Linked DNA regions of Oryctolagus cuniculus: region 2 is linked to region 1. The links are chromatin contacts, called in public Hi-C maps. All regions are on one chromosome and are shown on one strand. Each heading gives the region's core, a stretch centred on a gene start, on an enhancer-like site or on the middle of the called end of the contact. The rest is flanking DNA. Distances are from core to core; before and after follow the strand shown. Region 1 overlaps WWOX (WW domain containing oxidoreductase). Region 2 overlaps WWOX (WW domain containing oxidoreductase).

Region 1 (7,088 bases), core at 2,978-5,477:
TTTGCTTGTGTAAACATTTTGTCATAATTTGTGAAAATGGCCAAATAGAGATGCCCACCTCCCAGCTGCTGGACCGGCACAGGTTTGAATGGTAGAGTGGAGAGGAATGGGAAGTGGAGATCTCCTGCAGAGGTGGATGCTACCTACCACTTCATGTAGCTTTTCCTTCTAACTACTGAATGGCTTCCCCTGGCTGTCTCCTAAACTGTGGCCCCCGGCCTCTGTTGGACTAAATATCACCTGAGAATGTCTTGAAAGTTGTGATGCTTCAGGCTAAGTGAATGCAAATCTCAGGTGGGGAAGGGTATTGTGGGGGCAGAGCAGTGGGGGCTGAAAACCACTCTCATCCCAAGATTGCAGATCCAAGGGAACACTGCTTCTTCCCAGAGTTTATGCAGAAAGTTTCTGGAATGTGGAGCTGGGGCCCATCCTCGGTGCACAAGTAAGATGGGGTTCTGCTTGGCACAGTATCTTCGGAGGCAAATAAGATTTTCCTTTTCCTGTCGTGGCCCTCCTCAGGGATGGGACGTCCACTGGAGCCTGGCTGGGCCTGTTTGCTCTGAGCTCTGTGGTCTGCTTTTTCTTCGGCAGCTCATTGATACAGAGCACAGTGCCACACAGGACACCTGTCCAGAGGATTGCAGCTCAGTGGCCTGTGTGCTCACAGAGCTTTGCACCCCACACTCCATCAATTGCATTACCTTCTCCTGAGCAGCCCCAGATCCCACCACTGCTCTGCCCTCCCCTCTCCGCCCGTCTGCCTTCTGTCTGCCTGGATTTGCCTGTTGAGACGTTTCCTATAAATGGAATCAAACAGTGCACAGCCTTGGGGTCTGATTTCTTTGTGTATGTGCTGTGTTTTCCAGATTCACCTCTTTTCGGCATGTTCAAGTACTTCCTCTTTTATGACTCAGTAATACTCTACGGTGTGGATAGACCACATCTTGTTGACCTGTTCATTGCTTACGAACTTGGGTTTTTTCTGCTCTCTAGCTGTTGTGAACAGTGTGTGAACATGAGTATACAGGTAATTTCATTCTGTACGGCGTGAGCTAAGAGGTCAGGTGTCCGGAAATGTTTGCTCTCCAAAAGAAGCCATTGGCAAAACAGGCAGCTCTGGGACAGGGGTCTTGGGTGACATTTTCACTCTTCAGCTGCTGTGTGACCTTGCACTGCTCCTGGCTCCACTTCTCTGCAGGTTGAGGAGTGCGGTGTCAGTCCCTGTTCCGGGCCTGCCTGCTTCCAGAGATAGCAAGAGGCAGAACGAGATGCGTTCTGAGAAGGGATGGCACTACGTTCCTTAATTCCTACAAGGCATTGGTATTGTTTGTATGATTAATGAACCCACATTTCAGAGTTCTCATTTAATGTGTTGGAGCCTTCTCACAACATTGCCTTTCATGTGTTGCCGGCTGTTCTTGAGATTTATGAGGTCTAACTCAGAAGCGATGTGTGTCTGGATTAAGGGAACCTACGAATCTCTATTTATGTCTGACCCGAGGAGGAAGCTCCCTTTAAGCTGCTTATCAGAGGTGCATCCTGAGCGCATGATGGGAAGATGGAGTCCTCAGTCCCCTGGTTAAAACCAGGAATGTGTTCTCATTCCATTTTAGTTCAACTGAAAATAAGCTAGCGGACCCTCAGGTCCACCTGTGAGTGCCGACTGTTCCACTTTCATAAATTCGGTTAAAAATATACTCGGGCTGCAGTTCGGATCTTCTCATGTCCTCCAGGTCCTCACTGCAGAATTCAGATGTAGTTCCTTAGCATTAGGAAAAGAAGTTTGAGCAATAGGATTTCCACAAGGAACCCTTAATTTCACTAACAGACTCTCTGTTTTCCATTTAAAAGCAGCTTCATTGCACCAGTGATCTTTGTTTTGGTGTTCTTATCAATGGGAAAAGAAAATGTCCACACCATTAAAATAAGGTTTCTCTCCAGCGTATTCACAAAATGCTGAAGACACGTCCATATGTAGATGCTTTGTTTCACCACCAGGGGGCATTGTGGTTTGACTGTCCATTTAAGCTGCCTGTGTTCTATCAGTTTACCCAGAAAATAGAAGGCCTGGGAGTATTTCTGATTCCTTCCAAGAAGGAATCATATCTGGAAGAGAACAGATGTCGATTCCTTTTCCTCACTTGCAAACAGTAGTGTTGTCAAATTCGCTAAACTTAGCCAGTCGAAGATTAACATGCAATATATAATATGCATGTGCCTAACTGTACAATAAATAGTAAATCACATTTTTATGCTTTCTCTGAACTTGGAAGCTGCAAGTTATTTTTTTCTATTCCCTGGGTGTGATGAAATAAATAACATTCAAATACATTTTAAATATGTCAGTCAAGGAAAAGAAAAAGTACTTGGCAACTGTGTTTGAGAGATTTCTTCTATGATTAATTCTCCTATTAAGTTTTAATGACTTTAAAGATATAAAGCTAGAAACCATAGAAGTAGGCATGGTTAGCCGGCGCCGTGGCTCAATAGGCTAATCCTCCACCTTGCGGCGCCGGCACACCGGGTTCTAGTCCCGGTTGGGGCGCCGGATTCTGTCCCGGTTGCCCCTCTTCCAGGCCAGCTCTCTGCTATGGCCAGGGAGTGCAGTGGAGGATGGCCCAGGTGCTTGGGCCCTGCACCCCATGGGAGACCAGGAAAAGCACCTGGCTCCTGGCTCCTGCCAGGATCAGCGCGGTGCGCCGGCTGCAGCGGCGGCCATTGGAGGGTGAACCAACGGCAAAGGAAGACCTTTCTCTCTCTGTCTCTCTCTCTCACTGTCCACTCTGCCTGTCAAAAAAAAAAAAAAAAAAAAAAAAAAAAAAAAAAAAAAAGAAGTAGGCATGGTTAATAAATAACCAAAACACCAGGTGTATAGAAATACATCTGTGGAAAAATGAAGTCATATATTCTCTAGGATGCCTTAGGGAATGGCTCTTTGGCAAATCTAGGGAGCATATTATCCCCGAAGAGGGGAACGTTTTGAAACAGTGAAGTCAAAGATACTCTTCAAGGAAACCCTCGGAGAAAGGTACTGTCTCAGACTCGCGTTTGTAGATCAAGTTAGTTTGTCAAGCAGTGTTCATTAGCAAGGTCTGTCTCTTGGAATGCATCTGTCCACTTCAGATTTTAAGGAAACCTTGTATGGATTTTTCTAGTACTTGTCATCCTTTGTTTTCAGAGTTTTCTTCCCAGGTTCACATGGCATGGGAGGCACATTTCCTCTCGGTTGTTTCACAGATGCTCAGAGGACTGGCCCATCCCTCAGTGGGAGTCACGGTGCCAGTGGCTTCGTGATACTATTTTTTTTTTGGTCCTTGAGCACCTAGAATTTATGTACTATGACTCGGTTTATCCTGAAGATCTCTCTATGAGTGCACTTTCAACTTCTCACCTCCAGTGCTTAAGCTGAGCCTTTGAGAAACCAAAGGCACATGAATTAATGTGAATACTCATCAGGAAGAGTTGTAGAGCCCCCAGAAGAAGAATGGGTGCATTTGTGCCCAAAAGGAGATAAGTGGTGCATTTCACACAATTCCTTCTGTTCTGTGGGCTATTACTTTTCCTGAATTTTTCTGAGCCGACAAATCACAGTAGATTGGGAACATTCACAATAGGGAGCCCGCACTCTGTGAAACTTGAAATCTAAAGATCTTTTTAAACACAAAGAACTTATTTTTTGAAAGTTTGTGGCCCATCCCAAATGAATTCTGGTTTGTAGCCTATAAAATGTGTGGAGTGAGAAAACAGAGAATATTGTTCCTTTCTGTTTATATTATTTTGTACTGAGGGAACACACTTGCCAAGAGTTCCAGGCAGCTTCTGGCTTGACAGCATCTTATTTAACTGGCTTAGTTTCTAGAATAAAGCTAGGATCTACCAGAACCGTACCAGGGGTCTACCTGGTGCTCAGGTCACCCCTGAGCTGGAGGAGACTAGAGCAAGTAAAAGTAATTTGTCTCTCTGTGAAAATCCCCCTCCGTTTTAATTTTTAGGACAAGTATTTGGCCTTGGCATCCAGAGAGCCTGGTCCAGTGCTGGAGATCGAGCCAGGCTCCAGAGCATTGCCGGACCACAGGTCCCAGTGACTTGCCTCCCCCAGAAATAAGGCTTCCTCCTTGCTCCTGAACACTAGGGAGTCTGGTTAGCAACACCCTCCTTCCTAGTCCTGGCCAGGCCCTTGGGCTCTCACTAGCACACTGAGCACACAGGCTGCAGGCTGGAAGAAGCCCCAAGCATTTGGCCAGGAAGAGGCAACTTGTTCCAGCTGGCCCACGCACTGTGCTTTAAAAATTACCCAGATGAACTGATTTTGTAGAGCGAGTGGGTGGAAAGGCTCCAGGGCCGCAGAGGAAGACTGGGCCTTTCTCTCCCTCTTGAGAGCAGTGCGATTTGGAAAGAGAAGCACACTTGCTTGGCTGCGCCCCAGAGGAGAGACATGTTGTGCAGGAGCCGTGCTGTCCCTGCTCAGTGCAGCTAGACCCCTGCACTGAGGGGTGCCCCACTGAGGACCAGGTTAGTCTGTGCCCAGGACACGCTGGCATAGGGCCGCCTCGAGTAGGAGGAAGAACAGGCTTCAAGTGTTGAGACAGTGGCTTCTGTGGACGTGAACAGGCTCCAGCATAAAGCTGAGGCATGCCTGTGCTCCCTGTGGATACACAGGCCGTGTTCTCTTGGCCTGGTGCCCGAGCGTGTTCTTGGCACATGTCCGCATTCTCTATCTCTTTCGCCTTACGAACGAATCGGGTCAGTGACTTAGCCTCTCTGTCAAATGAAGAGTAGAGCTTCTACAGTCTTAACTCTGATTTTAACCCAGGAGAAAGGAAAAAAAAACACTGGAGGAGAATTCTGCACCTCCTTGAGCTCCATTCCCCCCACCCCTAAAAGGTGGATCCAGATTCTCCAAAAACTTGTCCGTCTGTCCATCCATCCACGTGTACACTGGCACGTGGCAGCCCAGGTGCCTCCTCTCACACCTGCCTCAAGCCTGGCCTGTGATGCCATGGCTGAGAGGTGGGAAGGACATTACAGTGTGGACTCTTGTTAGAGGGTCTGTCTTCTTCATTAATAATAATTAATTGTTACTTGCCCAGATCCTGTGTTATGCTAAGCCTGAGTTCTTTTCAGGCTCGGGTGCCTTGTAATCTGTGTTGTTGTGAACCCTGGAGCAGCAAGATCTTTCAAAGATGGACAACATTATCTTGAATAAAGTAATAGACACAGATAGTGTCGTAGGTTCTTTCAGCCACCAGAGAGCAAACGAAAGATCTCAGTACTAGGACTCTCTTGGGGATACAGAACATGTCCTCCCCCCCCCCCAGTATGTGTGTGTGTGTGTGTGTGTGTGTGTGAGAGAGAGAGAGAGAGAGAGAGCGCGCGCACGCTATTTTTTGAAGATAAGATAAACAGTAATATATATAAATTTTTTTTCTGGGCAAGCACCACAGATTGGATTTCACATTACAAATGTCATTTGGGCCTAGGAAACATGGATGTTTATTATAAGCAACTGACCCTTGGCGATCAAAATAAAAAGTGAGAGAGAAACAAACCATGTTTGTGACAAGTGAGAGGATATTCCAGTTTGTATCTCATGGATACTGTATAGCTCTGACACTCCCAGGGAGTGCTTTGGAATTCTTCTAGTCTTGTTGGCCCATAAAACGCCGTGGTTTTTATTTATTTTTTTGAATACATGGAGGGACACCCACATTGTGCCGTACCACACACCTTATTCTCGAGAAAGGCATGCGGCATCTGTGTCACCCGTGTGCCACCGCCGTGTTCAGCATCCTTTGAGCAGCATTGATGCTCCTGAGCCAAATGGCGGTGTGCACCGCTGAGTGCGGGGGCATGTCTGGATTATCGTAGGAAGGCGAGGAAACTCAGTCCTGCTGTGCTCCCACGTGCCAACACCACTCAGTGCTGGTGCTGCCTGGCTGGGGGAACCGCTTCCAGAACCGCACCTCAAGAAATACGGTGTGGAAGAGCCTCCTAAACTGCCCCTCCTTTTCTTGAGCTCACACAGCTTATCCCTCTAACTGCAGGACGCTGCAGGTTGCTCCATAGAACGGGGTGAACCAACTTGGCCTTGACATCAGGGGGTCTGGGTTTGCTAGACGCCCTCCACACTTGGCCCGGGTTCCAGGCTTTACTTCTGAAATCAGTTTTTGCCTCCAACAGCAGCAAATGATGAAGAGCACAATAAGGTTACTCGCAAATCTGAGGAGCAGCCGAAAGCGGACCACATCCTGCACTCCAGGGGAGCAGAGGGAAGGCTGGTGGCCAGGCGGGGGAGGTGGGAAGCGGAGCGGGAAAGCCTCCAGCCAGTGGCTCGCTCTGCAGATCTGTGTGCTGTGACTGGAGCCGTCTGTGTCTGTGGGGCTGGCCTGCTGGCTGGGCTGGCCCACTCAGAAGCACGAACGCCTTCCTCTCTGTCCCCTTTGTCTTTGTCAAAACTCCCGACTCTTCAGAAAGGACCGTATTTAATTTTTTCAGCTGTTCCATCTGGATCACGGATGGCCAGCTACATTCAAAAGCATCTCCCTCTCTCAGAAGAGAGTGAGGGGGTTGAGCCAGCAGGACCGCAGGGTGAAGGGTGTGTGTGTATGCATGCCTGTGTGCTCTTGCACAATTGGCAGTTTCTGGTGTCCAGCGAAGCCCTTCATTCCTGTTGACCTTGCACTGGGTAGTAACGAAGTCGTGCAGATAGTACTCGGGGCTCCGCACTTCCTTACGGTCTGGCCACTTTTGACTGTTTTCTGAGGTTATCTGGATCTGTTGTGTGCCTGTGCTGGAAATGTCCTGGAACACTGTGAAATTGCACAGTGCTCTCAAGCCCTGCCCCCAGGGTCCTTGTCTTGGCAATTTGAAAGCCACAGCGGCATTATTTATGCCACAGAAATAGGCAAAAACTACAACTCAAGGCTCGACTTTTTAAAAATATCATCTCGACTTAGAAAGTGATTATACTGTTAATAATGCAGATTAAATTGAAGAGAACATGCTGTAAACATCACACTATGAATAGTATAAAAAATCGTGGGAATATTCCCTCAGTGCATTAAAAAACCTGTTATCCGATTCAGCAC
Region 2 (7,088 bases), core at 2,903-5,402, 170 kb after region 1:
CTTGATGTTTCCCTTATAAGGGATCCTTTAGCCTACCATGGTTCCCTTTATCAAATGCATTGGCAGTGTGGATTGGGTAAATGCCAGCGTTTGGGTGTGGGGCTGGGCACTTGCTTTCCCCAGGATCTCCCACTGCCCTGTGACCCACGAAGGACGCAAGTGAGGGAAACAAGGTGAGCGATGGCGGGTAGCTGGGCTCTGCTTAGGTCTTCGGTCTTTGTGGGCAGAGACAAGAGTGTGTCACGAGGTTTAGCGAGTATTGGGTATTTTTTTTTTTATTTCATTTCATTTACACCAGAAATTTCAAACCTTAGCAGTTCTTTAAGCTTTAAGTTCAGTTTACAATTCATATTACTTTGTTTACAAACCTAACACATTTCAGCAGCATTTTTCAGGAGCTCTGGAATACTGTTTCATCTATATGTTTAGATGTAGACATTAAATATATTCAGCTACATCTGTAAGTTCAATATTTTGATTTCCTGTTAAAATTCTTTTACTGACAAACTTATTATGTACACATATGTGATTTCTAATATGATGACCCTCATGTTTTCTTAATGTTATGGAACATTTATAAATCTAATAGCATGTCAGCTTACAATCACAGTTCTGTAGTTATTACCATTTAGACACAGAAAATGGAAACCGCAGGGTGGTTGCTTGGCGTAGTGGTTGTCATGCCTCTTGGGATGCCCCAATCTGTCCCAGAATTCCAGCTCTGCTTCTGACTCCAGCTTTCTGTCACAGTGCACCCTGGGATGCTGCAGGTGAGGGCTCACACCACCCACCTGCAAGGCCTGGCTGGGTTCCAGGCTCACGGCTTTGGCCTGCCCCAGCGCCAGCTGAAGGAGGTGGTGATAAAGTGGAAACAGTGCCCCCTACCTTGGTGGCTGATGATCTGCATGCAGCGAGGTGGGGGTCAGCAGGGTTTGCTCATTTGCAGCACTTTGCAAGGCTCTGCCAGTTAACACAGCATCCACCTCCCTCACCCTCTCGTTGACCGCATTTTCACATTACTTGGTTCTACTTTTTACCCAATGAATGTGCACGCCGTGAAGCGCCAGCAAGAATTACAGCTTCTGTAAGTACTATGTGGTGGCCCACTGTTACTCAGTACTTCATTAGACGTTGGTGGGTTGATGGGAGCAGCAGCAAGACCTGGTATCTGTTGCTGCTCCCCATACAGTTTACGAAATTCTAATCCACAAAAGCTGTTTGAAATTTCCATTAGGAGATTTGCACAAGTGGTTAAAATTAGTCATGCATTCTTGGTCTAAACTGCAGGAAGGGTATCTTTACTGTGAAAATGATTATGACATGTTAAAACTGTGTAATAGTAAGCAGACAGTTTTCCGAGCTGCTGGGTGAGTTCTGGAAATGCTCCATTTATTTTCTCCCTATTGACTCCTTTCTTTCAGGCAAGACTGCCAGTGCGTTGACTTGGAAAACAACCGAGGCTGAGCAATTTCAAAGCACTGACATTGCGTGGCTTCGTTTGGGGGCCCCACCAACTCTTCATTTTTTAATGGGCTCGGCCCCCTCTAAAGCACAAAGTGCATTTGGTTTAGTTTTGTTTTTTTTTTTAGAAGGAGTTTTATAAAGAAGCAAAATTCTTGGTTCTTTCAGTTGTCCCTCATTAAACATTTCTAGAAGAACGACTTTGCTTCTAAGGTTAGGGCAAAGGCAGTGACTTTTGCATGCTGAAAATCAGCTGCCTAGTTTATTTAGTTACTGACTCCTTTTTAGTGCAGCAGTATTTTAGTATTAGAGAAAAGGCTGTGATTTCCTTTGATATTAAAAATCCAACCACTTATATTTTCCAAAGCCATTTGCATTCAGTCTGACGGCCGCTAAAAATGTATGTGGATTTTTCATCTGAGAGGTTTTCTCTATGCATATTGTTTACATTTATCAAATGTTGTCCTGCCCAGCACTTTATATTCATTGTAGCTTCCGGACCTCGCTGACAACGTAGTCTGTATGAAAAACAAAACGAAGCATGAAACAGTCAAAGGGACTTCTTCTGAGCGAATAGGAAAACAAGGCCAAGCAAATGTGGTTATAAAAATGAGCCATGTTTCCAAGCAAAGGCTCTGTCTTTGTTCTATCATTGGTTTGTCAGTTGTCAATCAAGCTCCCCTCCCCCTTAACACTCGATCATGTGAGAAGTGTTGGCTCTGCTCTTAGCCTGCATTTGTGCAGCCTAAACATTCTGGTAGAGTTTCGTGAGATAAATACTTAAAATGACAGGAAAGGCCTGGAAAAAAAAGCTGATATTGTTTGGGATTACCCATGCAAAAAAAGTATGATATTGATTTGCTTTTTTACTTCTGGTTCTCTGTGTAAAGCCACACAAGCCACCAAGGCATGCAGCTTTTATGTGCACATGCTTAGGAGAGAATAAAACAAAACCCCTATTCCTGCAATTCTGATATGTAGCCACCAGGTGGTGGTAGTGTCTCTTCATACCTGCTGGACATAGGTATCCATTCACTTACTCCCTATGTAATGTTAAGTGTGTGAAGAGCCAGGTTTAGATGCCATGTCTACGGAGTGGGTTAGATAGCTTTGTGTACTGAAGAATTTTATTTCTGTGAGACTATACTTTGTAGTCAGCAGATGGTTTTTGACTGAATTAACCCTCATCATAAACATTACACCTTGCTAACAAAAAACATTTCCTGCTTACAAACTCCATGTTTACTAAGAATGTCAAAAAAGGAAACAGCTGAGGTATGTGTTTGTGTGTATGTATACAGATAGATAGATGTATAGGTAGGTAAGCTGTTTTATCATGAGTCTCTCCATCAGTGCAACTTTGTTTCTTTCTATGGCATCAGGCTCTCTCTGGGAATCATCTTTCTGCGGGCATCTTGAGCCCATCCTAAGTCTATCTTACGTTTCTTCCTCTCTCTAATTCATAGCTGCATTGCTTGCTATAGCATTCTCTGGATCTCATCTCTTTTTGAAGTTTTTGTTTATTTCTCAAACTCTAAAGCATCCCCAGGGAAATCCCTCTGACCTGATAGCTGGGCCCAAGACGAAGGCTTTTCCCACCTTGGGAGGCGCTGAAAATCCAACCAGGAGAGGCCTTGCAGATGCACTTTCCCAGCCTGCCCTCATTTCTCGGCCTGTGTTCACCAGGGCACTGCTGCAGCCATCACCTCCAGTGGTTCTCCCTGGTAGCAAACCTTGCAACCCACTCAGGACACAAGGCCTTTGGAATTTACCAGTGTGTTACCTTGAAGTTCCCAGGAGACCCTGGGCCACATAAATCATTGAATACTTCAGACAAAACATAAACTTACTGCCTTCCAAGAACAAATTATTTTGTTATCACACAACCTCTTAGCAGTGTTGATTATGATCATTCAGAAAGTTTTGGTGCGAAGGGGGTTTTCTTCACCTCTTGGCACCCTGCACCCCCTACTGAATGTCATTGGAGGACAAAGGAATTCCTCGGGTATGTTAAAAAGCTTGTAGTAGTCACAGTTAACTTGTGTGCAAATTTTTTTACTTTTTTTTTTTCCTGAATGTCTGAGCAAAACCCCTGAAGATCTTAGAATAGGTGTGCCGTAAATAAAACACCAGCAAGGTGTGCATGTCGGTGCCTCCTCGTCAGCAGCACTTGCCCCTCTTTAAGCACAAGCACAGAGGCACTGAACGTCTTCCTGCACTGCATGCTATAACTTCCTTCTCAGCTTATCCTGCAGAGTTTGCTGTGTCAAATTCAGGGAATCCAAACTCTACTCTGCCGTGACAGGGATCTGAGTCAGATGTGGGGCTGCTCATGCTGTAATCAGGGCATTGAACTTTGCATACTGGACGGTCTCCTCCGCCATATTCTGTAGTTGACCCCCTTTTAAGTGAGAATATAAGGCCAGTGTAACCAAGCACCTGAAATAGTCATGGATTTTATTGGTTAGTGTGTTTACCTACACTAAAAAGAAAAAGTTAATAGACATGTCCTGTTTATCATGGAAGAATCTAATGAGAAAATGCTTTAAATATTAGCTTATGTAATGTTCCCAAAGGAGCTATCAAGTTGGCTTTACTACCCCTTTTGGGTAAACCGTGGGTCAAAGGAGTTCAACCAAGTGACACAAGGTCATCCAGCGAGGCTGTGAGTAAGCCAGGACTTAGACCAAGATGCTCAAGCCAAGTGCTTGGGCAATGGTTGGAACACAGAGAAATTTTCTAGTTGGCAGTATCTGCCGACTCCAGATTATAATTGCTGTCTTAAAGAATAAGAAATAATAATGTGTATGAGAGGACTTAAAAATATTCATTGAGAAATAGAACTAAAAGGTGAAAATTAAAAATATTAACTTAATTTTTCAACAAAAACTGGCTCAGGTTCAAGATGCTTTTGTAGGTAATGATACTAACTATCTAATCCATCCCTAAGGAGCTGAGCACCATGGGAATTTAACCACATTTTTTTTATTAACTGAGAAGAATATATGCCTTTAAAATTTTTTTTAAGATTAGGAAACAAAAAGAAGTCAGAAGGCACCAACTCGAGAGTGTTTGGTGGATGTCTACAGATTTTCCTGGGAGACTTTGCCCTTGTTTGCTGAGAGGAGCTTTGTCGTGGTGAAGGACTCTCCAGGGTGTTTTCCTGCTCAAGCTTTGGCTGCCTTTCTCAAAACACCGTCATATAAGCCGATGTTGTCATTCTTTGGCCCTACCCAGAGTCAGCAAGCAAAATGCCCTGAGCTTCCCAGAAAAGTGTTCACGTAACATTTGCTCTTGGCCCATCCACGTCTGCGTTGACTGGGCTGCTTCCACTTCTTAGTAACCGATGCTCAGATCGTGCTCTGTATTCAGGACCATACTGGTAAAGCCGTGTCTCTTCCCCTGGCTGGAATTCTTTTAAGAAATGCTTGAGGATCTTGATTGCTGTTGTTTAAAATCGATATCGAAAGCGCTGCTCTGGTCTGCAGCAGAACCAGACACAACAGTTCTGGTACCCGATAAGCAGACAGTTTGTTCCACTTTAATCCTTCAGGCAGATGTGGGTCAGCTGAATGAGTTTAGACATCTGCATTGCTGGCTGTTGTTTCTGCTGTTAGCTCGGTCCTCTTCAATTAGGGTGTGAATAAGATTAACTTTTTCCTCAAAAATTGATGTGGATGCTCTGCTGCTAGGAGTTCATCTTCAACACTGTCCTATTCTGGTTTTTTTTTTTTTTTTTTTTTTTTTTTTTTTTTAATTTTACTTATTTTGAAAGATCTAGAGAGAGAGAGAAGGAGGAGTGGGTAAGAGAGATCTTCCACCCACCAGTTCACTCCCCAGATGTTTGCAATGACCGGGGCTGGGCCAGGCCAAAGTCAGGAGTCAGGGGCTACATCTGGTCTTCCATGGAGGTGGCAGGTGCCCAAGCAATTGGTCCATCTTCTGTTGCTTTTCCCAGGCCTTTCACAGGGAGCTGGATCAGAAATGGAGCAGCTGGTACATGAACTGGTGCCCATATGGGATGCTGGCATAGCAGGCCACAGCTTAAGCTATTATGCCACAATGCCAGCCCCATGTCCTGTTCTTTCTTAAAATGAGTTGTCCACTTGTAAATTGCAGAATTCCTGGGGACATTGTTCCCATAAAACTCTTGTAAAGCGTCGATGATCTTGCCATTCTTCTGCCCAAGCTTCATCATGAAGTTGATACTTGTTCCTGCTTCAGTTTCAGCAAAGTCATATTGCTCTGATAGGGGCTGTTTTCAAACTGATGTCTGTTCCTCCTCAGTGCTTCAAACCAGATCTTGTTCAGACGTGTGATAACAAGTTACTGTCAAATTATTTTGATCCAAAAAGCCTTTCAAATCCATGGATTTTTTTTTTGCATAATACACGTTTTTGGTGAACAGTTTAAAGACCCCTCATTATAAACACCATTTCCTCTCAGGAGCTACTGAAACCTAAAACATGTTCCACTGGGAACTTCAGGTTCCACAGGCATCATCCAGAAGGCCAAGGTCATCCTTCCTCTCCAGGTGGCTCTCCTGCGGCAGAAGTCACGGGGATTTCAGAGGTAGTTACTCGGAAGATGCTTCAGCCTTGCCAGGCACTGCCAAGGTGTGCGTGCTGGACTGGAGAAGCATCCTCCTCTTTCTCGAGTAGTGAAGATGCTGTCAGTAACTGTGAAGGCAAGTCTCGGATGGAATCAGCTCTCCGTCAGCAGCCTCGGTGTGAGACGAAGGGATGGCTTAGGTGAGGAATCCGCTGAGTTTCTGTTCTCAAGTAATCAGTTTGCAAAGGAATAAAAATACGTGAGTGGTACTGTAATGATTACAAAACATGTTCATATATGTGATCTTTATTTTTTTAAGATGTATTCACTTATTTGAAAGGCAGAGTTAAAGAGATGCAGAGAGAGAGAGAGACAGACAGACAGACAGAGAGGTCTTCCATTTCTTGGTTCATTCCCCAGATGGCGGCAGCAGCCGGAGCTGGGCTGATCCGAAGCCAGGAGCCTGGAGCGTCTTCCAGGTCTCCCATGCAGGTGCAGGGGCTCAAGGACTTGGGCCATCTTCCACTGCTTTCCCAGGCTATAGCAGAGCTGGGTCTGAAGGGGAATAGCTGGGACTCGAACCGGCACCCATATGGGATGCCAGCACTACAGGTAGCAGCTTTACCTGCTACACCACAGTGCCAGCCCCCATGTATAGGATCTTGAGTGTCACCACAACCATATGAATTAGCTAAATATTATGTTGACAATCAGCCCAGCTTCACAGACAAGGAAACTGAGACTAAAAGAATTAAGGTATCCATCCCCTAGTCACATAGTGAGGAAACAAGACTCACCCTTTAGTCTGCCAAACTTAGATCCTAGCTGGGGTTGTCAGGTGAAGTACAGAATACCAGTTAAAGGGCATGTTTTGGATAAAATCCTATCGCTGGGACACACACTAAACAGATGACTGTCTGAGTTACACTAACACACTCTATTGTGGTTGATGTGAAAACAAACGCACCTGGGATCCTGTGTTTTTCTATGCTGGATCTGGCGCTTGCCTGTGTTGTCTTTTTTATCTCTGCCCTGCTCTATCATGTGGTCTTGGTATCATTCTGTGATTCTATAAC

What was found. A called contact is a pair of places that touch in the nucleus more often than the background predicts.
Region 2: a Hi-C map of an unstated tissue shows a contact between it and region 1, with 2.7 times the contacts expected there. The contact joins two enhancer-like sites. A contact is called at or near these places in 2 of 6 Hi-C or Micro-C datasets (liver and an unstated tissue).

What each region holds. Positions count from the first base shown.
Region 1 is chr18:60,848,859-60,855,946 of mOryCun1.1, forward strand. The region is part of intron 8 of WWOX (WW domain containing oxidoreductase); the gene reads left to right. Among named protein-coding and RNA genes, the nearest start is that of WWOX, 400 kb to the left of the region's middle. Within about 2 kb of position 4,228, at least 4 of the 8 cell types and tissues checked have an H3K27ac peak or open chromatin away from gene starts, as enhancers often do.
Region 2 is chr18:61,020,724-61,027,811 of mOryCun1.1, forward strand. All of the region lies in intron 8 of WWOX (WW domain containing oxidoreductase), which reads left to right. Among named protein-coding and RNA genes, the nearest start is that of WWOX, 580 kb to the left of the region's middle. Within about 2 kb of position 4,153, at least 1 of the 8 cell types and tissues checked has an H3K27ac peak or open chromatin away from gene starts, as enhancers often do.